4 separate regions of the Mus musculus genome follow, and regions 1, 3 and 4 are each linked to region 2. Evidence: chromatin contacts called from public Micro-C and promoter capture Hi-C data. All regions are on one chromosome and are shown on one strand. The core of a region is the stretch at or near the end of the contact, and the rest is flanking DNA. Distances in the headings are between cores, read along the strand shown.

What was found. Promoter capture Hi-C pulls out the DNA fragments that hold promoters and counts their contacts. Hi-C and Micro-C count contacts between places; a contact is called where the count stands out from the background.
Region 1: a promoter capture Hi-C map of pre-B cells shows a contact between it and region 2, with 2.6 times the contacts expected there. The contact joins the promoter of Nisch here to the promoter of Ankrd28 in region 2. A contact is called at or near these places in 2 of 39 promoter capture datasets (liver and pre-B cells) and 1 of 9 other capture datasets (liver).
Region 3: a Micro-C map of embryonic stem cells shows a contact between it and region 2, with 2.6 times the contacts expected there. The contact joins the promoter of Chat here to the promoter of Ankrd28 in region 2. A contact is called at or near these places in 2 of 39 promoter capture datasets (the C10 cell line and stem cell-derived epiblast-like cells), 1 of 484 Hi-C or Micro-C datasets (embryonic stem cells) and 1 of 9 other capture datasets (macrophages).
Region 4: a contact with region 2 is called in a promoter capture Hi-C map of pre-B cells, with 2.6 times the contacts expected there. The contact joins the promoter of Nt5dc2 here to the promoter of Ankrd28 in region 2. A contact is called at or near these places in 2 of 39 promoter capture datasets (neutrophils and pre-B cells), 3 of 484 Hi-C or Micro-C datasets (CD8 T cells and embryonic stem cells) and 2 of 9 other capture datasets (adipose tissue and liver).

The regions. Positions count from the first base shown.
Region 1 is chr14:31,202,932-31,210,169 of GRCm38.p6, forward strand. It overlaps Nisch (nischarin), which reads right to left and starts at 3,895. Exons shown (of 21, transcript NM_022656.2): 1 at 3,636-3,895; 2 at 1,511-1,594; 3 at 296-478. The coding sequence starts at 3,731. Tnnc1 (troponin C, cardiac/slow skeletal) reads left to right here and starts at 5,381. Exons shown (of 6, transcript NM_009393.3): 1 at 5,381-5,447; 2 at 6,872-6,902; 3 at 7,129-7,238. The coding sequence starts at 5,424.
Region 2 is chr14:31,828,993-31,836,021 of GRCm38.p6, forward strand. It overlaps Ankrd28 (ankyrin repeat domain 28), which reads right to left and starts at 1,423. Exons shown (of 28, transcript NM_001024604.2): 1 at 1,335-1,423. The coding sequence starts at 1,361.
Region 3 is chr14:32,463,074-32,469,691 of GRCm38.p6, forward strand. Chat (choline acetyltransferase) reads right to left here and starts at 2,836. Exons shown (of 16, transcript NM_009891.2): 1 at 2,734-2,836. Slc18a3 (solute carrier family 18 (vesicular monoamine), member 3) reads right to left here and starts at 1,777. Exons shown (of 1, transcript NM_021712.3): 1 at 1-1,777. The coding sequence starts at 1,351.
Region 4 is chr14:31,128,759-31,135,285 of GRCm38.p6, forward strand. Nt5dc2 (5'-nucleotidase domain containing 2) reads left to right here and starts at 2,331. Exons shown (of 14, transcript NM_001374087.1): 1 at 2,331-2,618; 2 at 5,981-6,165; 3 at 6,272-6,346. The coding sequence starts at 2,399. Smim4 (small integral membrane protein 4) reads right to left here and starts at 172. Exons shown (of 2, transcript NM_001308091.1): 1 at 1-172. The coding sequence starts at 25.

The DNA of each region.
Region 1 (7,238 bases), core at 2,645-5,144, 620 kb before region 2:
GCTACAATGTACTCATATACATAAAATAAATAAATCTAACAAAACAAACAAAAACAAAAAACCAAACCATGGGCTATTTCTGCAAAGTAAAATGTCATGAAGTAGAAGAAAATACATGGCCAGTCCAATTTAATATAAACCCACCAACACAAATGTGACTGTGTACCATCTGCCTCTAACCCTCTGTCAGGTAACCTCAGGGCCAGGGTCCAGTCTGTGTCTCCTCAAAGCCAAGGCCTACAGCTTTGGTGGCTGTGGGTTCATAGGCAAAGCAGAGAGCCCCAAAGGAACTTACATAGAGGTGAAAATGCAGGAAGTGGGCCAGAACTCTGGGAGCCACATCAGGGAAGGTTGTGAGGAGCGTCTGGAGGTACACCTCCAGGTCTCTCTCCCTCTTCTCTACCAAGCTTCTCGAGTTCTTCCCAATTATCTTTTTGGGTGGAAGTAGAGATTTGTCAATTTTTCTCTCTGCCACAAGCTGTAAGAGAACACAAGCACATCAAACACAGACCAAGAAGCCCTGCGTCTGTGTCAGATCCAGGCAGGCAGTCGTCAGTCGTATCTTCTGCAACCACTGCTGGGAGCAGGGCCGGGATTAGTGCTCCAACTAATGCATCTGGAATCCGGCCTCGGATCCAAGTAGTACTGGAAATACTAATACAATTCCAAGTGAGAAATTGCCATCTTTAGTCTTTGGGGATATTCAGAAAAGTAGTGCTTACGGTCCCTAAAGTTTGGAAATAAAAGGAGTTTGTATCTTTAAGACATGCTCACTACAAATGCCCCACAGAAAGCAGCTCTTTCTAAAAGCAAAGGGAAAATACAATTTCAATCTGTTATTAGAGAATAAAAATATATTTTGTGGGACAAGTTCAAACCTGTACCCTCTTCAGGAGACTGTCTTATATTGGAGGTGCATGGCAATTTTAAAATTTAAAATTAAAATTTACATATTCTATCCTTAGACTGTCTCACACTAGGTTGCATTCCTAGCACCAACCAGTTCTTTGTGCTGCATCAAGGAACTGGTTTACTACAGCAAGTCACAGAGCTCATGAGAGGGCTCACCGGGTAAAGGAGCTGCCAAGTCTAATGACCTAAGTTCAATCCCTGGGGCCTCTATGGTGGAAAGAGAACCCTGCTCTCACAAACTGACCTCTACACATGAGCTGTGGCACGTGTGCATCTTCCTCTCACTAGAACACACACAGACACACACAGACACACACACACACTTGTTTTTTTGTTTTGTTTTATAAGACAGGTTCTGTGTAGCCCTGGAACTCGCTCTGTAGATGAGGCAGGCCTTAAACTCACATGCCTTTGCCTCCCAAGTGCTGCTAGAATTAAAGGTATGTGTGGTATAACCCTGGCCATGAATAAATGTTTTTAAAACTTACAAGCAATAGATGTGGAGGCAGTTTTGCCCTAAAATTAACATGTGGCACAATGGAGACTTGGCCCACAAGCCCCACCCCTTGAGATACAGGTGCCAAGGTCTTCAGATTACCTTTTCATGTAGGTCATGAAAATCACTGTAACGGTGTTTGATCGTCCACTCATGGTTGCCATCGGTAACCTGGATGACATAAACCTAAAGGGAAAAATGATTTTTTGTGACAAGAGAACCCCAACTCACAATAGCTGCAAGGTACTCAGTCCCCACTCCCCAAAAAGCCAGAGTCAGGCATCCTTGCACACCCACTGTGCACCCAGCTTTCCTCAGCCTCCTTGACAGCCCTGTAAGGTCTGGAGAAGAGCTCTGGCTCCCATTATCAGGAAGGAATGGTATGGGTGACTAGCTCCACACACCTCCTTAGATTTTTTTTTTTTACCTCCTGTCTCTGTATAACTCAAAACCCAACTTGTGCTATAGGCAAGGCTGCCCCTTCCAAGGGAGGCAGAGCAGAGCCCAGTGAGGCAGCACCAGTGTCTCTGCTATACATCTTTCCAGGAGCCCTAACTCCATCCTAGAAGCAAGGCCTTCAGTCAACCTCTTCCACTAGCTGTGGTTTTGACTTTGGCAGCTGAACCAGGAGGCAAGGCATCACCAGGCTTCCAGGGGCAGCGGTGGCTCAATCAGCCTCAACAGAAGGCGATATAGCTCTGGTGGTTAATCGTCCACCAAAACCTGGGTTCAAAATCTGGCTATCCCATTTCCTGGGTGTGGCTTATGTGCCACTTATGTAAGTGACTGGGAACCTAAGCTCTCTCTGGGCCTCAATTCCTCCATTTTAAAACCTGGTGGGCCAAGTAAAGCAATTAAGTGTAAAGGCCTAACACGGAACAGAAGATAGATATGTTAGTCACATTCCGTGCATCACACCCAGTGACAAATGAGGATGGTCAGTTTGGATCATCACCTTGCTCCTGACACTAAGGGGAAGGACAAAGAGCCTCTACTGACTGCAGCTAGTCCTAGGTGAGTGACCTCATTCCTTAACTAGATCAAGCCCCACGGTCCTAGCTTCCCTTCCTCGGCCTGGAGCACGGAGAGGTTAGTGGGAACAGTGAACGAGGCTGATTCCTGACCCCAGGAGCAGCCATTTCTCCAGAGCCAGCCTGTTGCTCTAAAAGGAGCCGCTAGCGGCTTCTCTTCCTTGCAGCGGGGAGAAAGAACTAGATAGAGGAATCGCCCTCAGGATCCGGTATTAGGGTGGGAGCCAGTGGGGTGGGGCAAAGGCAGGCCCGAGGCCCTTACCTCTGTCCACCCTCCAGGGAACAAAGGACAAGGAGACGGGAGGTGCTCAGTGGGCCCCCACCACAGTGCAAGTTTTCACCTGGCAGGCTGCCCACGAGGCTCTCGGGCCTAGCATCCAACCCTATGCAGGCCCAAAGGGCGTCTAACGCCATCACAGAAACTACCCTCCTTTTTTGTTGGCTTTCCCTTGTAGCCTACAAGGATACATTAGAAGCTCGTGTCCCTCTCCCCTAAGCCGTGACGTCCCCTAAGGTTTGCAGGCCCTGTACTTCGGCCTCGAGGTAACTTCTGTGTTCTGCACGGCTGGGATCCATTCCTTTCTCCCCAGACCCCGAGGGCTCATTTTTCCATCCACCACCCCCCCCCACACACACACACACGCACGCACGCACGCACACACACACACTTCGCAGGGCTGATCTGGACTGCGACTAGTGTTTGGTTGGTGGGGGTGGAGATCGGGATCTGCTGTCTCTCCTTCACCACCTGATGATCTCTAGCCCTGGCCCTTGGTCCCATCGACCAGAGACCACCCCTTCCGCGTCCCCTTCCTCCCAGACTTCCCATGAAGGTCTCTTAGGCTGGCATTCTTCCTTGCCTGGAGGATCCAGAGGGCCTCCATCTCACCATCCCCTCCTCCCCCACCCTCTGATTGCTCCAACACAAGTCTCCTTTTCTGGTCGCGCACCCTTTCCCCAGCCCCCCTTCCCGCGCCCCGCCTAGATCCTCCTCCAGAACCTATGCGACCCGGCCCTTCCTCCGAATCCCCCATTTTTTTCGGGCTCCCTCGTCGCTACCTCGCAGAACCTTCCACGCACTCATCGAATGTGCTACCCAGGCCCCCCCCACCCCCCACTTCTCAAAGCCCCTGGGTCGAGAACTCCGGGTTCCAGGCGCTAAGCCCGCTCTGGACGCTCGCGGCCCCCCAGCACACCGTGTACGTGTCCACGAGCTCAGAACCCACGACGCGCGCCTCCTTGGCAGGCTCGGCCTCCCGCTCAGGGCCGAAGCTGAGTGTCGCAGCCGCCATGTTGCCGGCTCCACCGCTGCCGACGCCCGGCGCAGAGTGGCAGCAGCAGGGGGCGGGGTCAGCGTCCCACCGCCCCCCAGCCCCCGCTGCCCCCCGCCCGCGCCCGCGACGCCATCTTGGCCCCTCGGCCTGCTTGCGTCCTCGCCCCGCCCCTTGCCCGTAATTGACAGCACAACCAGTGGCACGCATGCGCAGCTCCTGCGGGCTTGCCCAATTTGCTTTCTGTATACCTGTGCGGCGTTCTGTCCCCTCGGGCAGTTGTGGTCATTGTCCGCTGGGCTCACAGCAGGGAAGGGCAGAGGCCATGGGCCTTCGGAACTCTCCGAAGTCACTCTGCTTCGCTTGGCCTCAGTTTCCAGAGGGGACATTAATAGGGTCTCGCCTGGCTGTTGGGTTCATTCCCTGTGTAGCAAGAGCAAAATGAATAAGACTAGACTTAGAGATGGAACAAGGACCAGAGGGACTCTCCGACACTTGGGGGGTTTGTTGTTAAAAGTACTGGTGGAGAATTGATTGTGGTGATTCTGCAGTGCTCAGTACCCCACGGGCTTTCCCCTGGCAGTGTGCTAGGCGGCACACTGGTGTGTTCAGGGAGAGCTTATATGCAGCAGACGTGCAGGTGGATGGAAGAGATATGCGCTGTCCATCTGGTTTCCCAGATGACATCCTGCAAGAGCTCAAGGTGAGGAGGAGACAGACTAGGCCTTGGACACAAGAGCGTGGCTGAAGAAACATCCATAGGGAACAACCATAGGGAAGACTTAGCTGGAGAAGAGATGACCCAACCGGAGGAGGAAAAGAGAGAATCCTGATAGACATAGGGTTCTTTAGGGACACTTGTTGACTCACAGAATGCAGCTGACTCAAACCCGAAGTGAACACTGATTGTTGTCCTTGAAAGATGGAAGGTTGCGGCGTGGTAGATCCCGCTGAAGGGCTTCAGGCCAGCCTATTCTTTGTGGGCCAGTGACTTCTTCCATTACCAGTGTCATATTATACTCTGAACCTTGCATAGGAAGTGTTTCTTGGCAGGACTTACACTGCCAGCCTCTGTTGGCATGCTACCATCTCTCAGGGGGTGTAATATAAGGTAGGGATTCTCCGGTCAGCTTGACCTCAGGCAAGTCACTGTGATTCCATAGAAGACCGAACTGTTTACTTCACATTTCCTGTGTGCTCATATTTTCATTCATTCAGGAAACTTTTTCCTGAGGTTGTTGAGGATGTGTGTGTGTGTGTGTGTGTGTGTGTGTGTGTGTATTGCATTTAGGTGCTTGCTCCCAAACCTGAAAACTTGAGTTCAGTCCTGGGTTCCTGGGAACCTAGGTAGCAGAGAGAGATAGATGACTCCTGCAAGTTGTCCTTTGACTTCCACATGCACTCATAAATAAAAGCAATACATTCTTTTTTTTTTCTTGAGACTTCCCTGGGGGTGGGGTGGGGTCTGGGGAACAGATGGCAAGAGACCTGGTCCTTGCAGTCCTTCATAGCTCCTGGCCCTAGGCAGATGATACAGGGACTTTGGCCAGCCTGAGATTACAGGGACCAGGGAGGGGGTGGAGGATATTCCAGGCAGTGGTGGGCTGGGCTGGGAATGTAGCAGGAGGTGGAGGGAGGCAGGGCTATATAAGCCCAAGCAGAGGGCTGGCTGGCTGGCAACCCCAGTAGCCTGTCCTGTGAGCTGTCGCCAGAATGGATGACATCTACAAAGCTGCGGTGAGAGATGAATCTTTAAGGGGTTAGGGTGGGTAGGTCCATTGGGGTTCCCTTAGCTAAGGATGGAGGACAGGGGTACACTAGGGAAGTGATGGGGGACTCAAAAGGGTCCCCACACACCTGTAACCCAGCCCCTTGAGCTGACATTTGGGGGATGCAGAAAGGGTAGCAATTCAGGGGTTTGTCAATGTGGCTAGGGGTATGGTCTCAGCTTTCAGCATCCTGTGTCTCCCTCTGTTTCTAACCTGTCACTGTCTTGAGTGTATTTGTGTTTTTATTCTTTAGACATCTGTTGGTCTTTCACAAGGTCTTTCCATCTCTGTTCCTTCCTCACGATGTCTCTGAGTCTTTGTCTCTCTGTGTGTCTCCAGGTCTGCGCCCCGCACCCCCTCCCAAGCTTCCATTTCTCACAATCTGCTTCTTACATACTCAGATCTGCCTCTCTCCTCTAGCCCCTGAGCTGGATGAGGAGGCTCTAGAAGGTGGGAGGGAATTGTGAGAGGGCTGGAGAACTTGAGTCCTGGGATGGGAAAGATGCTTTGAAGGTACAGGCCTGAGGAGAGGGAGGGAAGAAGGAATGGCTTGTTGGAACCTCAGTCCCTGGCAGGCTCAGGGGTTAGGTAGGAGTTGAGAGTGATAAGAGTCAGGGTTAGAGAACAGTGACCCTAAGACTGTTCGATTTCCTGGGGACGCTGAGGGACTTTTGATATACCTGCTTCAGAGACAAGAAAATCCTAGCAAACAGCTGTTCTCAGGAAATTCTCTCCCAACCCCCGGAATATGGCCCCACTTGTGAGCAGGGAAGGGCTGCAGCTGGTTCCTATGGTATCCTTGGCTATCTTGTAGGAGTCTGTGGAGCTGGAGTAGGGGGGTGGCCCTCCACCCAGTGCCCATACAAGGCCTGGCGGGGCTGGGGACTAATTTTGGCTCCTGAGGCAGCACCAGTAGGCCAGGGGGGCAGATAACACTACCCCACCCCCTGCATACCAAAGTCCCCAGAACAATCACCAGGTTTAACTTTGTCCCCCTTTAAAAATAGCTCAGTGGCCACCCTGGTCAGGTTACAGTGGGTGGCTTTGCTCGCCCCCACATTCGTTTTATTGTCTCAACCTGAGGGACAGCTGTCTCTCAGGCCATGCAGCTTAAGTTTCATTAGGATGACATAAAGGACATGCAATGGTCAATGACTATTGTCACTCAGGACACCTTGGTCCTGGGAGGGGTGCCTGCCTGTCACCTTGGCCCTAGCCCAGCCTCTGAGAAACCATCTGGGTCACCTTAGGGCAGGGAAGGAGGACTTTGTAACCTGGGAATATATTCTCCTTCTGTTATCATTCTTCCCACCTGTAGAATGGGGTCAGTCTCTAAGTCTGCTAAGGCCTGAGCTTGGGTCCTGAGGTCCTGAGTTCCCCTCTTCTCTCTAGGTAGAACAGTTGACAGAGGAGCAGAAGAATGGTAAGTGTCTCCCATTGAGGGGACAGCAGGGCTGGGGGGGCGTAGAGGGGGGACGCCTTTCCAGGAATGAACCCCAGATTAGAGGCTATAATCTGAGGGTTCTCCTTGCTGTGACCTCAAAGAACTCTCGAAGGGAGGTGGACAATTTCCTGGTGGCCCCAGGGACCTGGATTCCTAGTGTCCTCCTGGCTGCTGATCCAATCTTCTCACCCTCTGTTGGACCCAGAGTTCAAGGCTGCCTTTGATATCTTTGTCCTGGGCGCGGAGGATGGCTGCATCAGCACCAAGGAGCTGGGCAAGGTGATGAGGATGCTGGGCCAGAACCCCACACCTGAG
Region 2 (7,029 bases), core at 173-2,672:
TAACTACATATGAATTAGATGATCTGGGCTTGAACTCTGCTTGTTATTAACAGATTTTTTTGTTTTTTCCTGACAACTTTGTGCAATGAAAGGTTTTGCTACCTGTGGCTGGTGAGCACTTTTGAAAAGTGTGCTTTTGACTAGCACAACTGAGAAACTGTGCTTTCTTAATTTTAATCAACTCAAAGATTCTATGTGTAGCTAATGGAACATGTTGAACAGTAAAGTTATTCACAGATTTTGAAATACAAACTTATCAACCAGAGTTTTTCAAAGTATCATGCCCTATTGTTAATATCAGCTAAAATTCTGCTGATACCAAATGATACTAAAAGTCAGCATTCAGCCTAAGTAGAATATTCACTTTTTAAGTGAGAATTGACATTAGCTAGACTCAGAACTTAAGTTTTAATTGGTAGAAAATGACATAAAACATTAAGTTTTTCCCTATCGTTTTTGTTAAGCTTGTGCCCACTTTCTGATTGGTTTCCCTTCAAATCTGTTCAGTATCTCCTATTCAGAAAAACAATGGCAAAAGGGGTACTCAAGCATTAATAGGTTCCCGCGACTCCGTAAAATCCACTCGTTACTTTCCCTTTTCTTTAAAAGAGACAAACACTGGGGAGCGTCTGGTAATTCACCTTCTCGCCTTTTTAAAAGGGTAACAAGCGTTCATTCAGACATAGTTGCGATTTCATTGGTAGATACAGAGTTATTTTTCCCAGCCCACAGTGTACTGCAGTCTTCTGAGCACTTCAGGTGTTCTTTGACAAGCTCTTCCTAAGTCAGGAAAACTAAACCAAGATGGTGCAGAATATGCCAAGAGAAAACCAGCCTGGGAATATGCACCGTAACAACCAGTCCCCAGCAGAATCCATCGGCACCGGTGGGTTTGCTTTCGACCGCCACTACCTCTCCGCAGAGACGGTGCGGTGGACCGTGAACCGCCCCGCGAAGCGAACCCGAGGGCAAGGTCGTGACCCCAGGTCACGGCCGCCGCCTGCCCCGCTCCGACTCCGCACCGCAAAGCCACCTGTTAGGCCCGAGCCTCACCTGGCAGGAAAGAGGAGGCGCCTACCCGGCAGCGCGCCGGACGCGAGGGCGGCGAGCGCAGAACCCGCCCCTGTGGCGGCGGCCGCGATCCCCCGGCGGCACGTGGGTTTCTCGGAGCTGGGGCTGCACTGACAGGCGGACGGCCCGCACGGCTGCCGACCCGGGACACCCTCTTCCCTCGCTGCCACCGCGCCGACAGGGCGCCCGGGCGGCCCACGCCGCTGGTCCACCCTCCTCCGACTCCTCGGTGGCGCGATCCCGCCCCGCCGCCCCTCACCTACCTGGTCGCGGAGTTTGAGGAACGCCATGGCGGTCGCCGCTGTTCGGCCACTACCCGCGCCCGGCGGGTAGGTGGCCGGCTACGTTGAAGAGAGCGCGGGCAGGGGGCGGCGCCGCCTCCCCGGCCGCCCGCCGCCGCCGCCGCCGCGAAGAGCCCCGCCGGTCCCGCCTCCTCCAAGGACTCCCGCCCTCTTTCTTCCGTCCTTTCTCTCGCTCTCTCCCTCTAGCTCTCAGCCACCTCCCACACGCAGCCGCCGCCTTCGCCGCCGCCTCACACCCCCTTCCCGAAATACCCCAGCAGCCCCCGCCGCCGCGCCGCTCCAGCCCGCGGCCGCGGCGGCATCCAAACTCCACTCCACAATATTACCACCACCGCCCGCCGCGATTGGCGGCCGCGCGGGGGAGAGGCCAGAGTAAGCCGAGCGCCCATTGGCCACGCCACCGCGCTCGCTCGCTCCCGGGCTCCGCCTCTCCGCGGAGGGAGGGGCGGGGCACAGGAAGCGGCGGCGCGCGGAGCGGGCGGGCCAGGTGGCGGGGCGTCTGGGCGCGCGCCCCGGGCGCGGTGGGCGGAGCCCGGACTGGAGGTGGGGAGGGACGGAAACTGGGTACCGGGTAACGGCCCGGGATGGCACGTGGAGGTGGCGTGCACAAGCTCAGCTCAGTCAGGTGCGGAGAAGGCAGCCGGAGCCGGTGCGAGCCAGGGAGACCTCCGGGCCGATGCTGCTTTCAACAGAGTAGCGAGGGCAGCGGGGAACCGGACTCGCACGTGGAGCGAGAGTGAGAATGTCTCCGCGGGCTTTGGGGGAGACGTGGTCACCGGGGGACTGCTGGCACGCGAGACTGAAGGGTGTGGTCTTCATAGCCTGAACAGGTTGTGACCGCGGAACATTTCTCTCCAAAGCGCCCCTTTCAATCTTGCATGTGTTTTTTTTCCCCCTTTCTTCTTTATCATCAAAAGGGTTTTTGCCTCCCACTTGAAAGAAATCAATTTTTTCAAAAAGATGTGCAGGATTTTCAATAAATAGCATCCTTGGATGGAGAAGAGGAATGACTCCCTCGCCCTGGCACACACACCCACGCCAACCCACAGCTCAGAAAAGGCTTTTCTTTCTTAGGCAGCCGCACACTGTTACCATTCCAGGCTTGTGTGGGAGAAGATTGTTGTTCTCCTGTGTCTGTCAGCCTGGGCGGCTCCAGCCCCTGATTAATAAAAGGTACAGATGGTTAGAACACAAACGTGAGATATCGGGTTGGTTTAAAAAACAAAACCAAACCTCATCTTTTCCCTGCATTGGTGTGTCTCTTGGGACAGACTTTATTTAGAGAATCGATTTGAGCCTAATGGCAGTCTAGAAAAATGGGGATCAGTGCCAGGACTGTCAGTTTATTATAATGCTATTATTAAAAACAACTCTTTAGCCCCATAAGAACAGAAAATATCAAAGTGCAAGATCAAATGCACTAAGAGCCTTCTGATATCTCTTAACATAACTATGCCATAATTCTGCTGAAACAATTGCTTTTCTAAAATTACATTTTTACCATGGTTGGTATTTGCTACTTTAAAATGGAGGAATTCTCATAACTGATGGAAGAGGCTTAGCCAGAAAAAAAAAAATGATTCTTGCTTTGCATTTTCTTCAGTGCCTAATTTCTTTCTGCATCAACTCTGGCCGATGAAATGAGAATTCTGTCACCCCATGTCTCTTTATCAGTGCACTGAAGGTGAATGAATTAGCAGTATGAAAGACTTTGACTTCTCCAAAACAAAGGTGTTATGACAACATTACTAAAATATTTTGTGATTATAATTGTCCATGTGCTACAGCCAATCGAGTTTTGCCTTCCTCGAGGATGAAAGATTTACTCTCTTCTACATGTATGCCTGTTTAACACTGGATGTTGACTCAGCAATTAATACGACTGAACAAACACACAGCCTCAGCATGCTCTCCTCTGGGTTAAAGTTCTAGGATTTAAAAGCACAACAGGTACTTGATTTGGAACACAGAACAAACTGATTTTGGGTAGCAAGCAAGCGGTTTAGAGGGTATGGGTTGAGATAGTGGACCAAATGTGTATTTCAGTGTATTAGGATTGAGGTGATAAAATTTCCTAATGAAGAGTAATTGATTAAAGTATCTTACAGCATTCCATCTCTGCATTAGAGAGGGTGTGATCTTGCTGCAAAGGTTGTTTCAGTACTAGGTGGGCTCACCTTTCTCCATCTTGAACACTTTAACATCTTGTGTGTCTTACTGTTTATTAAGAAGAAAGGTTAGGCATATTACACAGCCTACTCATATCACACAGTCAATCAAGGTAGTAATATTAAAAACTGGGAGTTCTTTAGGACCACTCAGATTCAAAATTAGTATTTTAACAACTATATTTTCATAGCTGTTGAGATAGTAACAACTATTGATTCTGGAAAAAATAGAAAAAATTAAAAATATTTGTGTTCAAGTTTTATTAACATCAAAATATATTATTATTCCTGCATCTGTTAAAATGTAAAAGAGCTTGGCCAGGTATGGCAGTATATGCCTTTTGTCCTAGCACTTGGGAGTAATAGGCAGGTGGATCTCTGTGAGATTGAGGCCATCCTGATCAACAGCAAGTTCCAGGCTGGCCAGGAGGCTATATAGTGATACCCTCTCATAGATAGATAGATAGATAGATAGATAGATAGATAGATAGATAGATAGATAGATAGATAGAGTAAATCTATATTCCTGAAAAGTACTACCTACTACCCCAACGGGACCAGACTGGCCAGGAAGCTACATAGGGAGACCCTGTTATAAATTAGTAAATAAGATAAATCTATATTCCTGAAAAGTATTACCTACATCATACACATAACCAGTGGGACCAAAAATTAAAATGGTGTCAATAAAGTCTCTTTCTTCTTCCTCTTCCTCCTCTGTGTTTGTTTTTATGAATGTGTGCTGTGTGCAACCTTATAGAGGCCCGACAGGATGTCTTCCTCAATCGCTTTCCATCTTTTTTTTTTTTTCAAACAATGTCTCTCACTGAACATGGAACTCCCTGTTGTGGCTAAACTGTCTGGCCAGCAAGATCTGGAATCCAAACTTGGGTCCTCATGCGGAATCATCTCCCAAGTCTTGCGTGTGTCTCTTTGTCTGTATACCACTGATACTCCCTGGCAGCCCTCTTCACTCATTAAGTACTTCTCCGTCATAGAGTCAGGAGTCCTAAGAAGACTCAAATAAAGACTAACTATGTGGTTAAACCCATGAGCCCATGCCTCAGCCATTCACTACTGCCAAGTCTGAGAATGGGTGACAGTCTCCATCAGAACTTCTGTCCAATATAAATAGCACAGATACCATCACCAGGGAAGTTGCTGTAAGCTAATCACCACACAAGATTTTATTTCCTAATCTACTACATGGTAGACACTAAGTACCTTCTTAGATTCCTTACCTAGTGTAATTTTCATTAACCCTTTCATATTGCTGCCTAAAGGAGCTAGCTGTGCTCAGAGTTACCCACCTAACCATTGGCAAGACCTGATGCATAATGCCCTTAAAAACCAGAAAAGCAACTTTTATGATAGGAAATAGACAACTATGAGGGGTTCTTTTGAGCCAGATAATCCCTACTGCACAAAAATGATTTTTCTGAAGAATCAGAACTACCAATAAGATGCAAATGATGGACTGTCAAAGCAGCAAAGTAAGTTCGGAGCCGCAGGAGACACGACAAGAGCCAAGTATTTATCTAACGGAGTTTAGAACGTGGAGAATGGAGAGATTAACTGGAAGCCAATACACAAAGATAATGCCTGCATTTTTCAGACTAGAAGAACACCATGAATTAAAGGAAAAAATGAAGTCTTCCTTTAATTAGAAATAAACTTAAAAATGAAGCGGATAGGTAATAGATAAAGTCTAGAAAACCACGCAGAATACAAAAATGTTAAACTTCTCACTGAAGAAAGTCAGACTTACCTAAAAGGAATGGCAGTCCACTTGTCAGCAGATATATCAGCAACAATGAAGGTGATGAAAAAAGTCTCTGAAATATTGTGACTCCATAACTGAAAAACTAGTTCATCCATCTGTCTGTCTATCTACTAGTCTTTCTTCCTTTTGTTGTTTGTTTGTTTGTCTGCTTGTTCTGTTATTTTGAGACAAGGTTTCCCTGTGTAGCTAGCTAAAGAGTCCTGGGACTCTAGACCAGGCAGACCTTGAACTCAGAGATCTGCCTGCCTCTGCCTCCTGGGTGCTGGGGTTAAAGGTGTGCCCCACCACTGCCACGATTAGTTAAACTATAGCTCAAGAAAAAGGGTAAATATGTTTTTAAATTCAAACTCACAGATGCTCCTTGAAAGAAATCCTAGGCGCTGATGTAGCTCAATTGGCAGCATGCTTGCCTAGTATGCACAGTCCCTGGATTCCATTCCCAGCATTTTACACACTAGGTATGGTGGTGAATGTCTAAAACCCCAACCCTTGGGATGTAGAGACATGATTATCTTCAGTGATTCATTCTCAGCTACATATGGTGTCAGGGCTAGCCTAGGTTATAAGCTGCATCCTTAAAAAGAAGGAAGAAATCTTAAGAATATAGTCTATCAAGAAAAATAAGAGGTTAAATCCCAAGAAAGAAATGAGATAAGGTTAGAGATGAAAGAATAAATGAATGAGTTAGCAAATATCTTGGTCAATCTAAAGGTGTAGGATAGATAGATAGATAGATAGATTCTGATATTTTAGAAATTAAAAACTAAATGCAATTAAACTACTAGCCCTTGGAATACAATAGATTATACTAGGAGAGAATTCAGAGTTAAAATGTTCTAGTCTTACTCAGAATTGAAATAGTCACTGACTTTAGACTGGCAAATTATCTACATTAATAAGGTCCTTATTTAGGGAGTAAGGCTTCATGCAGGGGTTTCTTTTTTCTGTTGTCTTTTTTTTTTTTTTTTTTTTTTTTTTTTTGGTTTTTCAAGACAGGGTTTCTCTGTATAACGTTGACTGTCCTGGAACTCACTCTGTAGACCAGGCTGGCCTCAAACTCAGAAATCTGCCTGCCTCTGCCTCCCAAGTGCTGGGATTAAAGGCATGTGCCACCACTACCCCTCCAGGGGTTTCTTAAAATGAGAACAGTTTAGAGTCATTGGAAGAGCTACAAAGAACAAGGTTGGGCTTTTGAAAATAGAAGTCACAAACCACACAACAGAACTGGCATGAAGCATCAAATACCTAGAGTTCAGCTTTGCTTCATTTTCCTCTGCTTTCAACATCAGTGATAATTTTCTGCCAGAAACCTAACCTTTAATCCATCAAAATGGATGCTGTGTGCAAAGTTTGTGTACATCCATTTTTCACACTCCATTAGTTTATCTGGTTTGCAAAGCCTGTAGGATAGGCCTAATGCTAGCTGCAAGAGAAGCAGAAAATGAGAATTCTGAATGCTGAATTCAGGGAGGTGGGATTTACAACCAGGAAGTTATCCTACAATAGAAAGAATATTTAAAATATATGACAGTCTTGAATGTAATAAACTGTTACATGAATGTGTAGCATTTGGAGATACCAAAATTAGGAAAATAAAATATGTAACTTCCAAACCTATAAAGGACAAACATGTTCTAAAGAAAACTTAATTAATAAATCAAGAGGAAAGCCAGGCAGTGGTGGCACACACCTTTAATCCCAGCAC
Region 3 (6,618 bases), core at 1,586-4,085, 640 kb after region 2:
GCTGCTCAAAGCCAAGTGAGTGAACGATATGGCCTGCTACTATGGGCCCGAGAGCGTAGGCCACAGAATAGGAGATGTCAGCTATGGCATAGACACTGCCATAGACTGATACGTGGCGCACGTCCACCAGAAAGGCGAGCGTGGGTAGGAGCGCCGTGTCCACCAACGCGATGCCGAAGCAGAGGCCGCAGAGCGAGACCACTAAGGGCGCGAAGGATCGGCAGGCAGGTACGACGCAAGAGCTCACTCCGATTACCGCTAGCCCGAGAGCGCCATACAGCCACTGCAGGTGTGGATAGCGCGCCGCTAGACGCACGGTGAGATAGACGCCTAACACGTGTGGCACGAAAGCCGGCAGCCAAACCATGCCCATCTCCCACTCGGATGCCGCCATTGTGTGCTTCATCCACGTGGCTATGGTGGGCTCGAGAAACGCAAGGGGAATGTTACAAGTTGTGAGCGCTCCGGCTACAACAGCGATGTAAGGGTCTAGCATGAGGCGATGGATAGGTGTGCCCACGGGCAGGTTGGCCCGCGCCCGAGCCGCAGCTGAGAAAGGCTTAGCCACCGCCAGGAGTAGGAGTGCGTCGAAGAGCGACACGGCGGCGAGCACTAGAAAGGGTACACGCTTGCCCGCGAACTCGTAGAGGATGCCCCCAAACGGTGGCGCCACTAGGCTTCCAAAGCTGATGAAGGCTAGCGCCACGCCCAGAGCACGACTGCGCTCAGGCTCCTCGGGATACTTGTCGGCGATCATGGCAATGCCAGACGTGTCCGCGAAGGCTGAGCCCAGGCCTTGTAGACTGCGCGCAGCGAAGAGCGTGGCATAGTCTTCTGCAAAGGCAAACATGACTGTGGAGGCGAACATGACGCCCAGGCCAATAAGCAGCGGCACGTCGTAGCTCATGCGATCAATGAAAGGCCCGCTTAAGGGGTTCACCAGAAGCTGCAGGATGGCCTTGGAGGCAAATAGCACGCCTATCTTCACATCTTCACTTTCTGTGGGGTAGCGAGGCCGCAGGATTGACCGAGCCGACCCGGCAGCCGTCGGGGACGCCGAGGTGTTGGCCAAGTAGGCGCTGGCATTAGCCAGAGTGGGCGGCGGCAGGGTGGGTTCCCACACCTCAGAGATCAGGGTAGGGCTCTCGCTGCCCCCGCGCATGTGAGCGATATAGTCGGGAACAATGGGCACGATGACCATGTACAACATGTTGTCCAGTAACAGTGCAACGCACACGATGACCAGCACCAGGCGCCGCTGCCTCTGGGGCTCTTGTAGCGCGGCTCCCACTGCTTCCGACAGCTTGGTGGCCGCCGCCCGGGCCTGACCGGTTGGCGCGGTGGGTTCCATGCCCCTACCCGCTGCTCTTCCTAAGATGCCTCCACCGGAGTCGGGTGTCGGCGTCCCGCAGTGCAGAGGCTAGGGTACGGTACTTCGGGGGCGCGGTCCTAGCCGCGTAGCGCCCCCTGTGCTTCAGGTGGCTGTGGGGTTCATATCCCCGAGCTCAGGAGAAAAAAAAAAAAAAATCAAGGATTGTCCCGCGCGGCGCCGCTGCTCTTAGATGCTCCAGGGACCAGTTGCCGCTGTTTCGGATGCAACCGCGGAGGCCGGCAAGCCGAGGGGCTGAGGCGGGAGACTGGACGCGCGGTGCCCAGAGAGAGCAGGAGCAGCCCCTGCCGCGCAGAGAGGCCGTGTGCACCCGCCCAGGGGCATGCTGCCGCCGCCCGCCGTCTCTCCAGCCCTCCCCGCGCGTCCGCTCTTGCCTCTTCCTCCACCGCCGCCTCTCTTTTTTTTTTTTTTTCTCCCTCCACTTGGGGCTATGACGCGGTGAGTCTCGGCCCCCGAGTGGTGCCCGGGCCACTGGCGTCGCTCATGCTAATAGGACGTCGTCGGGGCGGGGGCCGGGGGCCGGGGGCGGGGCGCGTCCGGGCAGGGGTCCGCTTCCGAGATGTTTCCAGGTTGGGAGCAAGGGGAAGGGGATCTTGGCGAGCTGTAGTCCTAGACAAGCCCCTGGGGATGGGTGAGCAGTGGAAGGAACCGGCCCTATGTTTCCCCCAGTTCTGGGACCTATAGGGGTGAGGTTCCCCCAATTGGGAGGAGGGGTGCGGCAGCCGGTTCCCCGCAGCCTGGTGGGAGACGGGAGAGCCGGGGGCTCTAGACCTCCTCCTCAGCCTGGACTTCGGCGCACAGCGGGCACGGAGCCCCCGAGGTGAGCCGCGCTGCCTCCATCTGTTCTCGCAGCTGGAACACGCAGCCGGGACCCAGAGGCACAGCGCAAGCAACCCCCTTCCTCAATCCCGCCCCCAGCCCGTCTCATCCCCTCCTCCGGGAAGGGAGGGGGAAGGTACAGAGCCTTCAGGGTCTGGTTCCGACCCACCTGCCCTTAGGCAGAAAGTCTTAGCAGCTAATTCCAGTCTTTAAGGGTTTGAGTATTGAGAGGAGGAGTCGTTCTTTGCACCCAGGGTCCTGGAAGTCAAAACTAACACTTTTTGACCTCCCCCTACCTGGCCTCTCCTTTTCGGCTTTCCGGGCGCGGGTCTCTCCCCCCCCCCCCCCCAGCTCCGCCTATTTTCCCTTCCTTTCTACTCTCCCACTCCTCTTTCTAACTCCTCCCTGGCCCTCTTCTCTCCAGACCTTACCCTCCCTCTGCTCTTGAGAGCCTCCGCCCACTTTTCTGCATTTCCTCACCCCACCCCCACCCCGGCCGCCTCCAAGTCTTGAGTGGGGCTCACAAGTGGCGTGGAAGCTTCTGGGTCTCACGCAGCAGGGCCTCTGCAGCTTTGCTGTCAGTAGAGGCTTAGGAAGGCTCACCTTCCTTCCGGGAGGGCTGCACACGCTGAGCGTCCTGATTTGCAGGCGACAGGCTGAACAGATCAGCCTATGCGTTGGGCCCAGTGTGTCCTCAGAAGAGTTTTGACCCTAGATGGCACGTGAGGCCCGAGTTCCAGTCCACAGACTGGAAGGAGAGAGGATGCCAGTCAGCTGAGATTGGAGGTGGTGGTGACGTTGAGATTGGACTTTCCCTGTCTTGCGGAATCACAGGAGCCTTCAGATCCCAAGCTAGCCTCGGATTTAGCTTCTTCCACTGGGCTTCCCACCCGGGAAGGAGACATCGTGATCTGGGCTCCAGAGGCAGACAAATAGGATGGCTTCCAGAGCTACCACTTACTAGATAACAGTGCCAAGGGAGACGTTGTTTCTCCTTCTGCCCCCACTGTCCCTTTATTTATCTGTAAAATGGAGTACCTACAGCTTAGGGTGTGGTACACGCATGATGAGAAGCATCAGTATTTGCCATTGTTGCTGTGACATGCTCTGCCCTGTGTTCATGTCACAGTGGAGGGTCTTGTGAAGAGCAGACAGACACCAGGGCCATCCTGACTCTCTGGCTTATCCCTCGAGTGGGAAGGCATTGTGAGCCTGGTCTCTGTCCGAGCTGGTAGAAGATACAGAAAGAGCTGGAAAGTTGGCTTCTCTTCTTATGCCAGCTGCAAGATGATGTGACAGAGACCAGAGTCAGGGAGAGAAGGCAGCACTCAAGTGGTCTAGCCCAACCTCTCAACCCCGTACACAGGTACTCCTGAAAGGAGGAGACTCACCTAAGTAGAGAGCTGCCCAGTCACATGCCCTGTGATGGCCCAGCTGCCCTTAAAATGAGGGAAGAAGCCTAAATATGAGGACAGCTGTGGCTCTGGATAATGTTGGGCAAGTCACAGTTGCCCTACCTCTGGCCCACTTGGCCTCTGTTCATCAAGAGGTTACCAAAATTCACACTGCTGAAAGTGCAGCAAAACGACTTTAAATATTATCCCACTGCCTTTGTTCATAGCACATACTCCAGAGACTCGCTTTCCCTCAGCTTGCTCCATGTACTCTGTCACCTGCTTGGCTCTCCAGACACTCTAGTTTAAGAATACTCTGGGTTCCTCTGACTTTTCTACAAAAGCTACACTGATGGTTTTTAAAGAGGTATTCCACACCCTACATGGTAACGATTATTTATTCATATATTGTCGCGCCGTCTGAGTAAAATCAGGAGGCAGGATGACACGGGAGGCAGCAGTTTTCTCTCTAGTGGTTAACAGACAGTAGAATCTTCCAAAAAATAAACTTCCCAGTCCTAGCAAGCTGCAGACCTCGTCTCTTGGCTCTCCAGCCCACATAATAATCCTTAGCTGTTCCTGAGAATGAAGCCAGTTCATTTTGGGACTCACACCCAACTCTCGCCTCCTCCATTCCTCTATGACAAGATGCGGACTCACTTGTTCTGTGCCAGGGCCATGGGTATACTCTTACTTCATCCTTCCTCAATCCTGGTACAGCAAAGATGCTATCTGCCCCCATCACACCCCCCACAGGGAAGTTGTTCTTATGCCCTGGCACATCTGGTTCCAGGCTGTTAAGACCTGCTTCATGGTCTTCATGCCACCTCCCTTTTCTTTGTGTTTCATTATGCCTCTATCACTCCATCTGCAGTGTGGCACACCTTGGCAGGGTAAGGGCAAGAGGCATAAAAACTGGAGTGAGGAAGGCAATGGGCTGGATTCTTCCAGGTCTTTAGCTCCCAAATAAGAAGGCAGAGCTTTTACATCTGAAGGATACAGGGGTCACAGTCAGGGGAAGACAGACCCCCTTCAGCAAAAGGCTCCCTCTCCCAGATGTGCCAGGCCAGAAGGACAACTTCCCTTCCAGGCCTAGTGGCTCGCTGGAACTGTCCGTGGTGCTGGACGGTTTGCTGCTGGAAGCCTTCCAGGGGCCGGCCAGTCCTTGCCGTGTTTTTGTGCCTGTGGCTTTTCCCTCATACTGGTGCTTGGCAAACTCCTTTCCAGAGACTTCTGTATTTGAGCATAACTCATATGCAAGAGGAAATTTCCTATCCAGTCTTGGAGGAAAAATAGAAGCATGTTTTTCTCCTTTTCATTCAGAATGTAGAAATTGTTACTACAGGATACATATAAGATGATTGAGTAAAGGAGGTGTTTCTTTATTAGATCTATTAAAAAAAAGCTAGAAATGTGTCAGGCAGTGTGATAAGCATGTAGTAACTCATTTAATCACATTATCAGCATTCATATTACCCTTCTATAGTTGGGGACACCGTAGTGAAGTAATTCATCCTGGTCAGATCTGGCTTCCATGTTCATCTCCTGGCCACAGGGCCAGCCAGCACACAACAAGGAACTCACCACATGGTCTCAGGGCTCAATGCTGGGTACTCAGTGAGCTTCATTATCACCTAACAGCTTCAGAGTGGGTGGTGGGTTTTGGATGACAACCTTTCTTCTCATTTTATTCAGTGGCCACACCGTGGCCTTAGTCTGATAAACCAAAAACCTGCTCCATTATGAATCAGTGCTGTGGGGAGTGGGTAGAGAGTGTGAAGTTCTGGGGTGGGGGAGTCTGGAGAGAGGGTGGGAGCAGCCATTCTGCAGCAGTGCCTTCTTGGGGTCATGGGTCTGTAGGTGCTGCTGTGGAGGGAGAGATCAGCCTATTCTGGCTTCATTTCTGAGCTGCAAACTGCCTGGGTGTCTGGAGAAGCAGGTTGGCGTGGTGGTTAGCAGTGCGTGGGCGGGGTTGCCCGCTCTTGATTTATGATTTCTTTGTCTCTGTGGAAGCACTTAAGTGCAGGCTTTAGTTCCAATGACACTCAGGAGCCTCTGGATTCCAGCACTGGGGATGGGGGTGGGGTAGAACGTTCTCAGGCCTCACCAACCCCTCCCCTGTGTGCTGCCTTTGGGAGAGTCCCAAGGCTTCAGCATTACTTAATTAATTAGGCCTCTACTGCTACATAGGCTCAGATTCAAAAGAACAGAGTGGCCCACGTCAGCCATTCCCGGAAAAGTCTGATGGCTGGAAGCCAGAGGACTATGTGTCTGCCTTGCTGCCCTTGGCCAGCCCATCCTGAATGCCCAGACTCGGACAATGGAGTAGGTACAGAAGGGTAAAGACAGTGTCTTCTGTACCAGTAAGTGGGCCCTGATCTGCTCTCTACAGCTTCCAGAGAAAGGGCCTGGCCAATGAGCGGCCTTTTGAGTAGCAGATACCTCACATGCATTCTGATAGAAAGCCTGGCCCCAGATCACTGTGACTTTAGCCCTCAGGTTTCTTTTGCACTTCAATTCAATGACTTCTTGAGGTTCATTTCCCTCTCCAAGATTTGCCACAGACCAGTGGTTCTCAACCTGTGGGTCACACCTCCTTTGGGGAAATTGAATGACTGTCAAAAACCGCAGATTCATAACAGTTGCAAAATTACAGCTATGGAGTAGCAACTAAGATAGTTTTATGGTTGGGGGTCACCACAATGAGAGGGACTGTGTTAAAGGACAAGCAATGTTAGGAAGGTTGCACACTGCACCAGACTCTCCACCTTCCCCAAGACTGGGGCGCTCAACAGTTCTCAACTGGGCCCCCTCCTCACTGGCCAATGCACACCCACACTGCACCAAATTGCACTGCACCAAACTATAGGCAAGTTCCCAGCTTGGTCACAGAGCCCCACACACCACTTGCTACCTGGGTCTTGCTTCTTCTCCTGGTACACGGCCTCCCAGTCTTCCTGTTTCCAGACCTTCTCTAACCAACCACAGCGGCTCACTCTGCCCACTGGAAAGCCA
Region 4 (6,527 bases), core at 1,081-3,580, 700 kb before region 2:
GCCTCACCTGGGCCCTGGAGAACATGACCGAGGCCTCCCAGTGGGGTAGGGACGGAACCAGGCAGACTGGTGTTCCCGGAGGCAGTACAAATAACCCTGCGGACCCCTGCGTGTCCGCGGAGTCCCGTGGACTGAGCACCAAGACTCGACTGCAGCGCCACAGCCCGGCCGCAAGAGTTAGGTCGCGGAAGTTAGGACAGACCCAAAGCCTGGTCGGCTCCGCCAATCAGAATGTGGCGGGACTCTCAGACTCTCCAATCAGAGTGCTGTTTGAGCGCGCGTGCTCTGTGAGGCTGAGTCGGTCTGAAGAAGCCTGCGCACGCGCCTAGATTCTGGAGACGGAGAACCTTCGGGGGGCGGGGTCTCCAACGTGGCGTGGCGGCCCCGCCCTCGACCTGCTCTCACTGCTGAGGCTCAGAGTTTACTGCCGCGCCCCCTACTCTGCCATCGCCATCTTTTTTTGTAATACCCTGACCGAGGTGTCGACCCTTTGTGAATGAAATCAGCTAAAATGCAGTTTCGTGACACTCCTTCCTTTTATTTCTGGATGTGACTGGTTTGACTTGGATTCTAATACAAACATAACTCGATATGCATTTTCGAAAGCTGAATTTTATCGTCGCAGCAAAAAGTACAACTGTCTATAACAAACATGCTAAAATAATATAAACCTATGATAAGTGGGAAATTACCGTTATTCTGGTAACTTGTAGTGTTTTTAAGCATCACAACCAATAGTTACAGAAGAGGATCAAGGTAAAGAGTGACTTCGCTGTCAAACCACAACCCTATCGGCACCCTTGTAAGATGAGCCTTTCTATGATGCTGTGAGAATTGACAATCTAAAAGAATTAAATGGCCTGGCAGTGGTGGCATATGTCTTTAATCCCAGCACTTGGAAGGCAGAGGCAGGCGTATCTCTTGAGTTCGAGGCCAGCCTGGTCTACAGAGTGAGTTCCAGGACAGCCAGGGCTACACAGAGAAACCCTGTATCAAAAAAAAAAAAAAAAAAAACAGAATTAAATGACAGATTGCAGCGAGGAGGCCTGGTGGGCCCATGCCAAGGTATGCCCCTGAGAAATTATGCTGTGCAACAAATCTGGTATGAAAGGAGTTTATTGGGGAAGGAATAGAGGCAGTGAGGGAACCATGAAGGCAGAGAAAGAGGGGGGGGGGTCATAAACAGCTGACTAAGCGCAGCCTGCCTGGAGGTACCTACTGGAGAAGCCACACACAGTGAACGCCTGGCACTTGGTGCCATTTCTCTTGGATCTGAGGACTGAAACTTGTAAAGTGTCATCCACTTGGAAGGAATCCACATGTGGCCAGGTCTTCACAGCCCACCTAGGTCAATGGACCTACAAGGGTCCACCCATAAGCCCACCCTTCGGCATCCATGACTACCCAGACCAGAATCTGATACACCCGATCCTCAGCATAGGTACAGGCAAACTACAAACGTACACATTACACACAACCTTAAACCCAACAGCCACGTGTGTTCAGTTGGGCAACTCACCACCAACAATGGACATTGGGCCCAGCCTTTCCTAGTGTACACCTGCAAGCTAAGAAAACAGAAGTGGATGGAATGAAAAGAATTTCATTGAGACAGCGCTTGAAAAAAACCATGGCAATTCAACTGGGGGCCTGCACCGTCTGGCCCATCCTTTTACAGCCGCCAAAACCTGGTGGCTGCAGTGATCCTGGCCCACAGCCAGAAGCGTATGCCCAGTAGATAGGCTCCTCATTTAAGTCGATCACCTGGGTTGGGTACCAGGCAATACAAAGAAAATGCTGCCTCAGCAGGCGTCAGCTGCCCATCAGGCCAAGTGGTCTTAGCCAGCTTGGGACTGGTACTGAAAGCAAGTAGAGCTCTTGTTGTCTTAGCGACCTCAGCTCCAGTGGAACGTGCAGTCAGTCAGAAACTGGGGCAGGGGCACGAGGCCCCGGGGCAGGAGAACTGGTCTGGAAAGAATAGGACAGAAGAGCAGGGGAGGGGCAAAAAGACCCTTGGGCAAAGGAAGAGCAGTACACTCGAGCGCTCTTGCTCCTCGGCCGTCCAGGATCTCGCGGAGACCCGGGGCTCTGCGACTTCCCGCTCAAGGGAGGAAAGGTACCGCCATCGCCACCGAGACGACCAAAGGGGGGCGCAGAGCCCCTGAGCCGAGCAGGGGACAAGGAGGCGGGGGTCGGAGCCCGCTCCGCCCCGTCCCGGAGACCTCCCGCCCCCTGGGCCGAGTGGTGCGTCCATTGGCCGGATGGGCTCCGCGCGCCTCCCCCATTGGCCGGCCGCCTTGAGAAGCACGCGGCCACGGTGGCGGGCGGGCAGTCGGAGAGCGGCGGGCAGGCGGGCCAGCGGACGGGCGGAGGGCGGCCGGGGCAGCGCGCAGGGGGCATGGCGGGTGCCGGACTGCGGGCGACAGCTAGGCGCTTGCTGCTGTGCAGAGGCCACAGCGGACCGCGGGCCGCCTCGTCCTCACCCTCCTGCCCTGGCTGCGGCCCGCCGGGTCCCGGAGCCCACTGCCCCAGCACCCCGCGCTCGGCGCCCGCAGACGGCGCGGACCTCAGCGCGCACTTATGGGCTCGTTACCAGGACATGCGGAGGCTGGTGCACGGTGGGTGACGCCGGGTGGGCAGTGAGCCGTAGGTCGTCAGACGAACGGTGCCCAACAGACGGCCAGGGCACCGACCGGGGTGAAGGACGCTTGGTGGGGCTCGCCGGGGTCCCAAAACCTGAGGGCTAAATGGCGTTTTAGAAAAGGCTCCATCGGGTTGTTAGGAGGTGTCTCTGCAGGACACCGCTACTCCTGGGGCGAGTGGGGCTTTTTGTCTTCTGGCGGCAGAAGCTTGGAATGCCTGGAGCGGCCGCTGCGCACGCGGCCCCCATGGTCTTGCTCCTGAGTCCAATCTGCGGGCAGTAGCGGTAGAACCCCTCCCAGTCCCTCGTTCTCCTCTGGCCCTTAGTTGCAGTGTGTGGACAAAGACTGACTGAGCCGTGTTCACAGATGGCACGACGTAAGGTGACACCAGACGGACACTGCAGGCACCTCTTGGCTTGTCTCTGGCGGTCTACTGCACTCTAAACACTCGGAGGAACAGAAAAGTTACTGTAGCCCCCCCCCCCCCCCTGCAATCCCTCGGGAGTTGCTATATCTCAGATAGAACTGCACAAGGCACTTAACCCTCTCCTAATCATTCCCTTGGAATGGGCTGATGAGGCTGGAGATCTGAGCGCCGAACATCTGTCCATTGGTCTGGTGGGGCCCTGCCTCTTCAGCCGATAGATGTGGTCTGGGCTGTGACCCCTATCACTGCCCAGCAGGGTGGCCCTCGGCTTCACACCCTCTGAAGACCCTCAGTGTTCTGTCCCAGAATTTCGTTGATGACTCAGAAAGAACAAGGCCAAGCAGGAGCCTGGGGACCTTCTGCAGGAAGCCCCAGAGGTGAGGTGGCTTGCATTGTCTGATAAGACAGAGGAGCCCTGACAGGGAGGTTCCAGCTGTGACTGGACTAGGGTTTCCACTCCAGCTGTGAGGAGAGCTGGACGCTGGCCAGAGTTCACCTCTTGACGTGCTGCAGTCAGATTACTTGAGACCTCTCAAGAATGGTTGCTCTTAAGGATTGGGAATATTGCAGGGTGACCAGGATTATTTAAGAAGTCAACGTTCTGCCCCTAGTGTAGACCCTCTGAGTGGCCTGAGAAACCTACTTAGGATGTTTGGGGGAGGGGGACACTACTGAGAATATCCTTCAGGACTCTTCCTCATCTTCAGGCCCTTACATGCTCTGTGAGTTCTTGTGTGCAGGGTCACTTCCACTGCCATGCCAGGGTGAGCTAGCTTCATGCCTCTGACCCCTGACGCCTGCCCGCCCGCCCCCCAGGCTAGGTTTTAGGGCCAGGGCTAGTAACCCTTCAGAGAGCAGTGGAGAAGGGCTGTCACCTAAACTGCTTGGCCTCATGGGATGAGAAAGCTAGGCAAAGAAGAGTGATGAAAGCGGGCGGAGTGGCCTGAGTGTGCATCTCATTGGGTGCCGGGTACTGGGTGGTTTAACTGGGTGCCTTTACCAAGCTTAGTTCTCTGGGCACCGGAGGTGGCAGTGTGACTTCTTCATGGAATTGGAGGAGGGAAGGAGATGAGTTTTAAGATTCACAAGTGGTAACTACCAGGGCTGTAGAACCTGAAGAAAGGAGGTCAGGGGCTTGACAGTAAAATCATAAACACCGCAGACCACCTCTGGTCATGGCTTACCCACACACCCAAAGCTCTGATTTCCTTGGTCCAGAAACGGGGAAAGTAAGCAGGGAAAGTGGGCTTCTTGCCCATCCTACTTGTTCCCAGGAGCGTTTATATGACTCTGAGAAGACCCTTAAAAGCAGAGCCAAGACGTAGTCAGAACGCTGCAAGCTTGGACCCACAAAGGCCATGTCTCTGCTTCCTGACCCAGGGGTTCTGTGGACACAGGCAACTCGTAAACAAAGTTGTCATCCAGGAGTGGAGGGAGGGTTGTGGAACTATCCAGCTGTGTGGGCAGCTGCGGCCCAGGGTCCTGTGACAGCGAGGAAAGGGTGTCCCTGAGGCTGCTCTGTAGAGAAAGCACACACATCCCTGTGAAGATCCACACTTGGCAATCTTCAGAAGTGCTGCTCTGTACTGGCTGGCTGAGGCCGCCCGAGGAACCAGCCACACCTGTTCCCACACCTACACCCTGTACTTGACACTAATGGAAATGGGGGTGGAGCCCTGTGTTCCAGAGGGGCCTCTGAGGCAACAGCCCAGCACGTAGAGGAGGTGTCTGCACAGTGCAGCAGCCGCTAGACATGATGTGGAGCCAGAGAATCTTGCTTTGTGATCAGGATCAGTGTGGCTGATAGCTTCCCTGGAGACTTGGACATCAAGTCTCTGAGACCGAGCCTCTTCCTCCCTCTTCTCTTTCTTCTGCTCTAAAAGTAACCTAGGGAGTCCCAGGCAGGGCTTTTGGCTCAGAGGCACGTCTGATCCTGCATATTGCATAGGTTCGGAGCAGAAATACTACACGAACTAGGTTGGTTCTGACTTTGTTCCCTTAGCCTAGGGCTAAGTTAAACGTTCTTGAATTCACAGACATGCAAGGGAGGACCTGATCCTGCCTGACTCACTTCCCCATCACATCGTGTCCTCCTTCTCCGTCCACTTTACCCACTCTCCAGATGGGGAAGACAAGGCAGACGAGCCTAGGGCCCCAGAACCTTCTTGGCATAGTACAGGGCTTAGCTTCCCTCTGTGAATCTTGTTGAAGCTTTTATGATGATCACCAGAAGAGAGCTGGCTTGTGTCCCCAAAACCCGACATCTTCCGTCCCGACTGTGGTAATTAGCAATGTTCCCTGGCTGAAAACCGGGAATGTCATTATGTGGTCTGGCAAGCAGTTGAAATCCGATTAGAGGGGCCTTACTCTCCCGGCCTATGGCAGGTGTGCCAAGTTGGCAGCCCCACGGGTTCTCTGCCCCTGTAATGTTCTCAGGCCTCATCCCCAGCCCTGGGTAAAGTGGAAAAGCAGCATTCATGGCCTCCGCCTCCAGTCGGATCAGAAAAGAACAAGCACCCTATGGGAGGAGTCCTCAGTCCCTGCACTCCACTTGGACGGGGTTTGAGCGTGGGGTATGACTCTTCTGAGGACTGCTGCCAGGGTTCCCACATACCCATGTCTGGTAGGACTTAGTAACCAGCCTGGGAGAAACCCAGGTCCAGAATCCGTGGTGCACTGCAGGTGATTAACAGAAAAGGGAGGCCTGTGACTCTGACCCAATCCCCAGAGGAAGCAGGCTAGCCCATTGCCAATTCTGCCTTACCTTGGCCCATTCCTTCTCTGGTGTCTACTGCAATGGCCAAGATGTCTCGTGGGGCGCATGGGGGCGGGTAGCCACAAGCACTCGGGCCGTTTGCCGTAACTGAGACAATGGTGATGGTCCTGCCTTCTTGGTTCTCCTTCCCTGTAGACCTTCTGCCCCCTGAGGTCTGCAGCCTCCTAAACCCAGCAGCTATTTATGCCAACAATGAGATCAGCCTGAGTGACGTCGAAGTCTATGGCTTTGACTACGACTACACGCTGGCCCAGTATGCGGATGCACTGCACCCTGAGATCTTCAATGCTGCCCGGGACATCTTGATAGAGCACTACAAGGTGAGACCAACAGGACCGAGTGTGACCTATGCCCCAGACTGAGTCCTGGGGTTCCCCTGGTATCCTGGGCTGGGGGCTAGCACTGCTACTGGCTTTTTGCCAACAGTATCCTGAGGGGATCCGGAAGTATGACTATGACCCCAGCTTTGCCATCCGTGGCCTGCACTACGACATTCAGAAGGTGAGTGGCTAGGCACTGACTGACCCCCTCCTGACTAGATGTGAACAGGGCCAGCTTCTTCAACCTCCATCTCTCCTCATCAGACCACCCCCACTTCAGTTGTAGCTTCCCGCCCCCCCCCCCCCAGTAGCATCTGGTGGAGTTTTTGTTGCTGAGGGTTGGGAGGTCCCAGGAGAAGCTG